Linked DNA regions of Mus musculus: region 1 is linked to region 2. Evidence: chromatin contacts called from public promoter capture Hi-C data. All regions are on one chromosome and are shown on one strand. The core of a region is the stretch at or near the end of the contact, and the rest is flanking DNA. Distances in the headings are between cores, read along the strand shown.

Region 1 (4,079 bases), core at 550-3,049, 1.8 Mb after region 2:
CTATATAGGCACAGAATTTTAACTGACTTAAAGGACTTATAGTACATAAAAGTGCAGTTGTCTTTTGATGTTAGTGTTGGAAGGACGTCATTAAGCAAACCATCCGTTTGACAAGGAAATAGGCCTGCCTAGAATGAAGTAGTCACTGCCCAGGGCACAGGTTGGAGCAGAACAGGTGCTGTCTGGGGTGTCCTGGCTCTCCCCACGTAACCAGTCCCAGGGTAGGCCTCCGTCTCAGTCGCCTGTTTCTTCCCTTCCCTTTGCAGTACTCGGCTTTCATTGGGTTATTTTCTAAACTAATACTACACGGTTTTTAAGTACTAACTCATTAAATATTACTTTAGGGCTAGATCAAAAATTCTTTTCTAACTTAATTTTATTTTTATGTGCATGGATGTTCTGCCTACATGTGGACCCATGCACTATGTTTGTGCCTGGTGGCCATGGGGGCCAGAAAAGGATACCAAATCCCCTCAAACTGTAGTTAATAGGCTGCCATGTGGGTGCTGGGATTTGAACCTGAGTCTTCTGGAAGAGCAGCCAAGACTTTTAACTGCTAAACTATCTTTAGCCCTGATCACAAATTCTTCTTTAAAAAGGAAGAACTGAGTTTTGGAAATATAGATTTTTTTTTTGTAAAAATTTTATGTATTAAGAAACCATCATTTTTACATGTGTTTGTATTATGTGCTATCTGCATATAATACAAACTATCTGTATATTTGGATACATACATGTATGAGGGAGTGTGAAGGCCAAAGACTGATGTGGAATAATACCATTTTCTTTCTCCAGATAAGGGTTTGCCTGAACCTGGAGCTCACAGACTCGCTCGCTTGCCCAAGGATTCCCTGTCTTAGTCCTCGTACTGGGTTCATGGGGCAGCCACCACACCCATCTGGCTTTTATGTAGTTTAAGGGTTCCAACTCTGTCCCCGCTTGTGTGGCAAACACTATTCACTGAGCCATCTCCAGCCTGCATGAACAAAAAATACAAGCACTTTCATGTATATGTAGCAGAGGAGTAGTTACCTTGTAATGAAAATTAAAATACTGTTTTGTTTTGTTGCCTTAGCCAAGAAAACTTTTCTTGGACAAAATAAATCCTTCTGGGGGCCTCTAGAGCTGGTGGAGAAGCTTGTTCCAGAAGCTGCAGAAATAACAGCGAGTGTAAAAGACCTCCCAGGACTCAAGTACGTCTCGGTTAACTTCTCCTTCTCCTTGAAGAATGGTGCTCACTCACGATACTGGGCACATTTCTATAACAGTTCAGATTTGTAATGCTGTTGCGTGTAAACACCAAGGGACCAGCCTGCATTCTTTTAGGAAATGTGTGCTCCTGAAGGAGACTTACAGAGAGTTTATCTTCGTGTTAAAAATACCAGACATCTCCTTTTTATTACAAATTCAAGTGAGAATCAGCAAGCCTTAAGAAATCTGACCTCAGGAGATGTGATGCCTGGTTCAATTTGGGGAAAACAGCTGCGTTCCATGGAATTTTCGAGCCAAGATTAAGTGAGCCTCAGAAACATAAGGCCTGCCTTCAGATCTGAAGGAAAACAGTAGGGATTAGCCTCCACAGGCAGTTGGTGTAATGTTAACTGAATGGAAGCTTGCGCTGCCTGTGTCCTTAAGAATATCTTACATATTCCACTCTAAACTTTGACTTCATCAAATACTAAACTGGTGGCACATTTCCAGGTGGGCTAAAGAGTGTTCTGGTCTTTAGACATGGCACACTTACTTACTAATGCAAATGCTAGAGTATTTGTCCCAGATATCCAAGTCTGACTGCATAGTCACTTGGGCAAGAATAGGTGGGGATCTCGAGTAGGGCCTTTGTTTACACTGTAAGCCCATTGGCAGGATCATGAGTCTGTCCCGTGCTGCCCCCAGCCCTGCCACCTTTACTTGTGCTCTGGGCCATTTGGTTTCTGTGTTCTTGCAGGACACCAGTTGGCAGAGGAAGAGCCTGGCTTCGGTTGGCATTGATGCAAAAGAAGCTTTCTGAGTATATGAAAGCCTTGATCAATAAGAAGGAACTTCTCAGGTATGAGCACTAGTTGAACTTTCTTCTTGATATGTCCTGCTGATGTCATACAAAGTCAGACCATAGAAACTATGAATTTTTGTAGGTCAGAAACACTCAATGCTTGACAGTTTCATCAGTTCTCTGTACCACATCTCACACACTCACTCCTAGGTCCAAAAGGGTGTTTTATACAATTATGTTATCTATGACCATGACTACATATGGTCCTATGTAGGTCAGGCCAAAACTTAGCACCACCAGAAAAAAAAAGGAAGGCTTACAACACCGCAGCCTGTGCACAGACCCAACACAAGAAGTTGACATTCATATGTACCATTTAAAAAAGTCATATAGATCATAGTTGTCTAGGGTACATAGCAAAGCTTTGTTCATACATTACAGTACAACCATACATTATATAACATGCATACATACATATGTATGTAACATACATACAACCATAATATTAAGAATTAAATGCAACCCATAGAGTGAAGATGTTTGGTTTTGGTTTTTGAAACAGAATTTTTCTATGTAGCTCTAGCTGTCCTGGACCCTACTCTGTATACCAGGCTGGCCTCAAACTTCTAGAGCCATCTGCCTCTACCTCTCATAGTGACAGGCATAGTGGTGCTGGTATTAAAAGCAAGCACCACGATGCCTGCCAGTAGAACTCTTTGATGAACAGGTATATAAGGTATTTGTATAATAATGATTACTACAAACATCTCTTTTGCCAGGCAGTGGTGGCACACACCTTTAATCCTAGTACTTCAGAGGTAGAGAAAAGAGGATGTCTGTGAGTTCAAGGCCAGCCTGATCCACATAGCAAGCTCCAACACAATGTTTGTCTGTGTGTGTGTGTCTGTGTGTCTATGTGTGTCTGTGTGTGTTTATTTACAATAGACTAGATAAGTAAATTATAGTATGTATGTATGATGTATATATAGCAACATGGATTAATCCTATTGAGTATAATGTTAGACAAACTAATCAGTCATAAAAATACTTGTTTTGTTGCACTTACATAAAGCTCAGAGACATGCACAGAACTTCTCCTTCCTGCCTGTTAGAGAAGAGACAGTTCTAGTAAGTAGAGGAGTAAGAACCAAGTAGGAAGGCCTGAGGTAGTTTAATGAGTGTGTTCTCTTGGTGAAAGTACATTTGGTGGCTGACTATGATGGGGGCATGCCCGTGATTGCAGAACATAAGCTAGACTTCTGCAGGGGAAGGAAGAATTCAAAGTCACCTTCAGCTGCCTAACTAGTTCAAGGCCAACCTGGACAGCATAAGAATTTGTCTCAAAACGTGTGTGTGTGTCTGTCTGTCTGTCTGTCTGTCTGTCTGTCTGTGTCTGTCTGTCTGTGTCTGTCTGTGTGTTCAGTCTAACCTAGAACTCACCATGTAGACTGATTTTACAATGTAGTCTTACTGTTGGTGCCTCCCAAGTCCTAAGATTAGGATTGTGAGATGCCATGACCAAACTAGAAAACCCTCTTTGGTTTTGGGTTTTTTTGTTTTGTTTGTTTGAATCTTGAGACAAGATCTTACTGTGTAGCCCTGTTAGCCTGGAGCTTAGTATTTTAGGCCAGGCTGACCTGTAAAAGCATTTCAGTAGACTGTTTTTAGAGAAGTTATAGATATATAGTAACAGAGTACAAGGTACCAAGAACAATTTTTTAATATCCTCTACTCCACATCATTTACACACACACACTTTTGTGCTATACATTCTGTGAATTCTGAAACTGTGTCCCTGCTCTGATGTTCTTGAGTCCACATATTTATGCCTCTCTCATTCAACTCTAGGTAACTAGTAATCATTTTCCTGTCTCCTTGGCTTTGCCTTTTCCACAATATCAGGTAGTTAGAACTGTAAATGTACAGCCTTTTCACTTAGTCATATACACTTAAGGTTCTCCCAGGGTTTTTTTTTTTTTCCTTTTTTTTTTTTAAACTTATCTATTTATTATATGTACACTGTAGCTGTCTTCAGACGCCCCAGAAGAGGGCATCAGATCTCATTATGGGTGGTTGTGAGCCACCA
Region 2 (4,436 bases), core at 1,537-4,036:
TTTCCTTCTTCCACATCCTCTATCTCTTAACCTCTGCTCTTCTGAGGCAAGTAAATATCTCCTTTTTGTTGAGAATTTGGTCTTGGGGCTTCTGAGCAGATACCATAACTTACAACACCCAAGTGTGCCTCACCAATCTAGATAATTCAGAGTCTAGTCAAATTGACAATACAACGAGTCACCATAGATAGAAGTCCTAATACGAGGAGGCACCTAGCATCTGATTTTCTACTGTTGTCTTTTGTTTATTTAAGACTGGGTTTCCCTGTGTAGCCCTAGCTGCCCTGAAACTTACTATGTAGACCATGCTGGCCTCAGAGATCTGCCTGCCTCTGTCTCCTCCATGCTAGGATTAAAGGCCTCTGCCACCACACCCAGTTTTATTTAATTACTATATGTACATATAATGTATTACACATAGCTAGTTGCAGTGATGTTTATTTCATTAGTGATTGCAAAATGGTGATGTCTTAGTTGTATGGCTCTTTGACTATGGCACATTGGCATTACCAGTTACTTATTTTGGTACCTCTAAGTTACAATTTGAATGGGAAAGACAGAATAAGTGATCGTTTCTCTCTATCCAAGTGTTATAAACCCCAGTATGCTAGGATGTACCGGCTCTTGTGAGGTGGACGCATGAGGGTCATGGAATTCTAGAGAGTCAAGAATATACTTTTTGAGAAAGTGAGGCTTTCCCAAGAAATAAAACCAAAAGTGGTAAATGTGACTGGCTGGTCTTCTACTATCATCCAAGGGATTCTGACAAGCAGCTCAAACTACAAGTCTACGTGTGTAGACTTGCTTTTACATTCTATAGGATGGTTCTTTGGAGTATCCAGGGTGTTTTCACTTCCTACCTTTCAGTAGGCTTACTCCAAGTTATTTTCCCTGAAGATCTCGTACTACTGTTTGTTTGGTTTGGTTTTTCTGTGTAGCCCTGGCTGTCCTGGAACTTGCTTTTAGACTACGCAGGCCTAAAATCCAAGAGATCTGCGCTTCAGCTTCCCAAGTGCTTGGATTAAAGGCATGTGATGCCACCACCAGTGGGCAGTGACTTTTGTCAAACATCATCTCAGTACTTGTCTTCTCATTCACCTCCATTCCTGGTTACTGGAATGCCCCGCAGATCTTCATTCACCTCCATTCCTGGTTACTGGAATGCCCCGCAGATCTTCATTCACCTCCATTCCTGGCTACTCGAATGCCCCTCAGATCTTCATTCACCTCCATTCCTGGTTACTGGAATGCCCCGCAGATCTTCATTCACCTCCATTCCTGGTTACTGGAATGCCCCGCAGATCTTCATTCACCTCCATTCCTGGTTACTGGAATGCCCCGCAGATCTTCATTCACCTCCATTCCTGGTTACTGGAATGCCCCTCAGATCTTCATAAAGTCTTTGTATGTGCTTTCCGAAGACAATTAGTGCTTATTTGTTATTGTCTCTTATCTTTTACCATCAGTCTTCACCTCCACAGGAGGGCCTCTGTACTAGCTTTTCTCCATAAAAAGGGGTCTTATCACTATAGCAACTGTCTGTCTGTCTGTCTGTCTGTCTCTCTCTCTGTTTTCCAAGTCAAGGTTTCTCTGTGTAGCCCTGGCTGTCTTGGATCTTGCTTTGTAGACCAGGCTGTTCTTGAACTCAGATATCTGCTTGCCTCCTCCCTAATGGGAGGATTAAAGGTATGCATCACCCTTTTCTAGCTAGCTTTTTTTTTTTTTAATAAAGTTCACAATTTTCTTTTTCCCTTTTGTCTTTTTTCTTCCTTTCCATTTTTTTTTGTTTGTTTTTCTTTTGAGCTAAGGTTTCACTGTAGCCCTGGCTATCCCAGTACTGTTCACTCTATAGACCAGGCTGGGCTCTAACTCAGAGATTCCCCTGCCTCTGCTTTCAGAATGCTGGGTTTCAAGGTGTGCACCACCACTCCTGGCGTCAGCACAACTTTCAATTTGTTTACTCAAACCTTGGCTGCCTTAACTAGAAGATAAACTCAGACTTCCTTTGAGGGAGAACACATTTGTTTGTTTATTTTTGAAGCAGGGTTTCTGTGTAGCCATGGGTGTCTTGGAACTCAATCTGTATGCCAGGATGGCCTCGAACTCACAGGGATCCTCCTGCCTCTGCCTCTGCCTCTGCCTCTCCAGTGCTGGGATTAAAGATGAGCCCAAATACCACCCAACAATAAAGCTATTCTTAACCCCTGGTCCTAGAACAATATTTAAAAAGAAGTAGTAGACACTACTAATCAAATAAAAGAAAATTAAATATATAAAAAAGACATAGCCGGGCAGTGGTGGTTTATGCCTTTAATCTCAGCACTTGGGAGGCATAGGCAGGCGGATTTCTGAGTTCGAGGCCAGCCTGGTCTACAGAGTGAGTTCCAGGACAGCCAGGGCCACACAGAGAAACCCTGTCTCGTAAAACCAAAGAAAGACATAACACCCTTTCTGATGGTGTCTCACACTAACCATTCAAGGCCTTCCAAACGTTTCTGGTGAGATGTCTGCATCCTTGAGCTGTAGGAAGCACAGCAGAGAAGCCTAAATACCGATTATCCTCTGGAACGAGGGCGGTTCCCTGGACGTCAAGTTTGCGCGCGGGGCGGGACGACGTGCCGAAGTCACGCCCTCTTACGTCCCGCTTCTCGCTCCAGTCCCCGTCCCCGCCTCCGCCCCCGCCCCGGTTCCCCGCACTGTGACGTTCCGCGAGAGGCACAGAGCGTAAACAGCGCAAGGCATTTCGGGAGCGGGATTGTTTCGCGCAGGAAGCAGGCTCCATTTTAGCGCCGCCCGGCGTCGCCATCTGTGTCTCTCTCCTCCCCCTTGTCTCTGTGGTGGCCGAACCCCAACAGGAAGGCTGAAGCCCGCGCCGACCGAGGCCAGAGAGCCAGGCGGGAAGAGAACCAGAGCACGGGAGGAAGGGTTGCGCGTAGGAAGCTGAGTGGAGCAGGTCAGGTCGAAGCGCGCGGCCCGCCGGACGGACTGACGGACGGACTCGTGCGCCTGCGGCCGCGTCTGCGGCGCCCGCGCGACTCGCGTCCCGGCGGCGGCGGTGGCGGCGGCGGAAGCCGGAGGGCAGCCATGGCGGCCGACAGCCGGGAGGAGAAAGGTGAGTGTGGAGGACGGGGCCTCGGGGCGGCCGGGCGAGGGGACCTAGGAGCCGCGGCCTGCGGGCGAGGCGGGAGGTTAGGGCCTCGCGCAGAGCAGGCGGCCGCATCGTGACCCGCTCCTTGCGAGGCCTGGCCTGCTGGGCCCGGCGTCCTCGTCTCTGCGGCGGCTCCCACCTCGACCAGGGCTTTGCTTCTCTCGTCACTCCCGGGAGCGGTTGGGAGAGGGCTTGCTTTGAGGAACTTGCCCCCGGGCACGTTTCCTGGCCGGATTATGCGGATGTAATGCGTATTTTTCTGAACTGTCGTCTTTTTGGTTGACTTTTTTCGAAAATAACGTCACAGTTAGCATTGTTAGACTAGTGAGTAGACTAGTTTAATTCATTCAGGTGGATTATTAATCATGAGAAATACCTGTAAGTAGCTTCTCACTGATCTTTTGGATAAGCTAAGAATCGCTTCTTTTATTCCTCGAGTATTTACTTTGGAAAGAAAGATATTAGGAAAAAAACAAACAAACAAACAAACACCCATGCCCCTTCTTCCAAAAGTCCTAGCAACGGATCTCCCAGAATAGTGCAGAGTTCTCAAAAGATTCAGCGAGGAATACGTAGGTGGAGGCTAGAGAGACTTGGAAAGATAAAAAGAAAACATTTTAGTTGATAAAATGTCATTTCTTCTGAAATACTATATAGAGACCACAGATGCCAGTATAGGATCCAGACCATAGAAGATACTCGTCTAGATGGGATGCAGTCTTGAGAGAGTTCTCAGCTCTGGGACTATCGCGACAGTCTTAGAAGAAAATAGTGCACACTTGCTGCCCTGCATTTCACAAATCTCTGCTTGTGGCTCATTAAATTTGAGGTGGAGATTTGTTAAGTGGGCTGAACAGTCATTAAAGCTTTTTTCCACTTTTCTGGTCTGTCTTGAGTGGGAATATGTTTAAAGATCTGTCTTTGTCATAAGCATCCTCCCCCCCCCCCCCCCCTTAGGGACATGGTTTCCATGTAGCCCTGCCTGTTCTGGAACTTGATTTGCAGACAGGCTGGCCTCAAACTTGAGAGATCTGCCTGCTTCTGCCTCCTGAGTGCAAGGCATGTGCCATCACTGCCCAGTTGAAGCAATTCTCGATGCACACATTGCAGTTTATTTTTTATTCTGAAACTAAACCTGTTCCTCGAGACATTCTGAAGGACTGTGAAGGAAGAATTCTGATAGTGAATAAAGGACTATCTTATTATATAAAGTCAGTTGTAAAAAAAAAAAAAAAAACCTGAAGATCCTTTCAACCTTTGATTGGCAGGATAAGATTTATGACTTAGT

The links. Promoter capture Hi-C pulls out the DNA fragments that hold promoters and counts their contacts.
Region 1: a promoter capture Hi-C map of hippocampal neurons shows a contact between it and region 2, with 6 times the contacts expected there. The contact joins the enhancer-like site here to the promoter of Ythdc1 in region 2. A contact is called at or near these places in 7 of 39 promoter capture datasets (the 3T3-L1 cell line, the C10 cell line, cranial neural crest and 4 more) and 4 of 115 datasets of contacts at active chromatin or transcription factors (embryonic stem cells, large pre-B cells, stem cell-derived neural progenitor cells and 1 more).

The regions. Positions count from the first base shown.
Region 1 is chr5:88,615,387-88,619,465 of GRCm38.p6, forward strand. It overlaps Rufy3 (RUN and FYVE domain containing 3), which reads left to right. Exons shown (of 18, transcript NM_001289774.1): 3 at 1,076-1,193; 4 at 1,949-2,050. Among named protein-coding and RNA genes, the nearest start is that of Gm42107, 52 kb to the left of the region's middle. Within about 2 kb of position 1,800, at least 2 of the 459 cell types and tissues checked have an H3K27ac peak or open chromatin away from gene starts, as enhancers often do.
Region 2 is chr5:86,801,480-86,805,915 of GRCm38.p6, forward strand. Ythdc1 (YTH domain containing 1) reads left to right here and starts at 2,787. Exons shown (of 17, transcript NM_001347375.1): 1 at 2,787-3,112. The coding sequence starts at 3,085.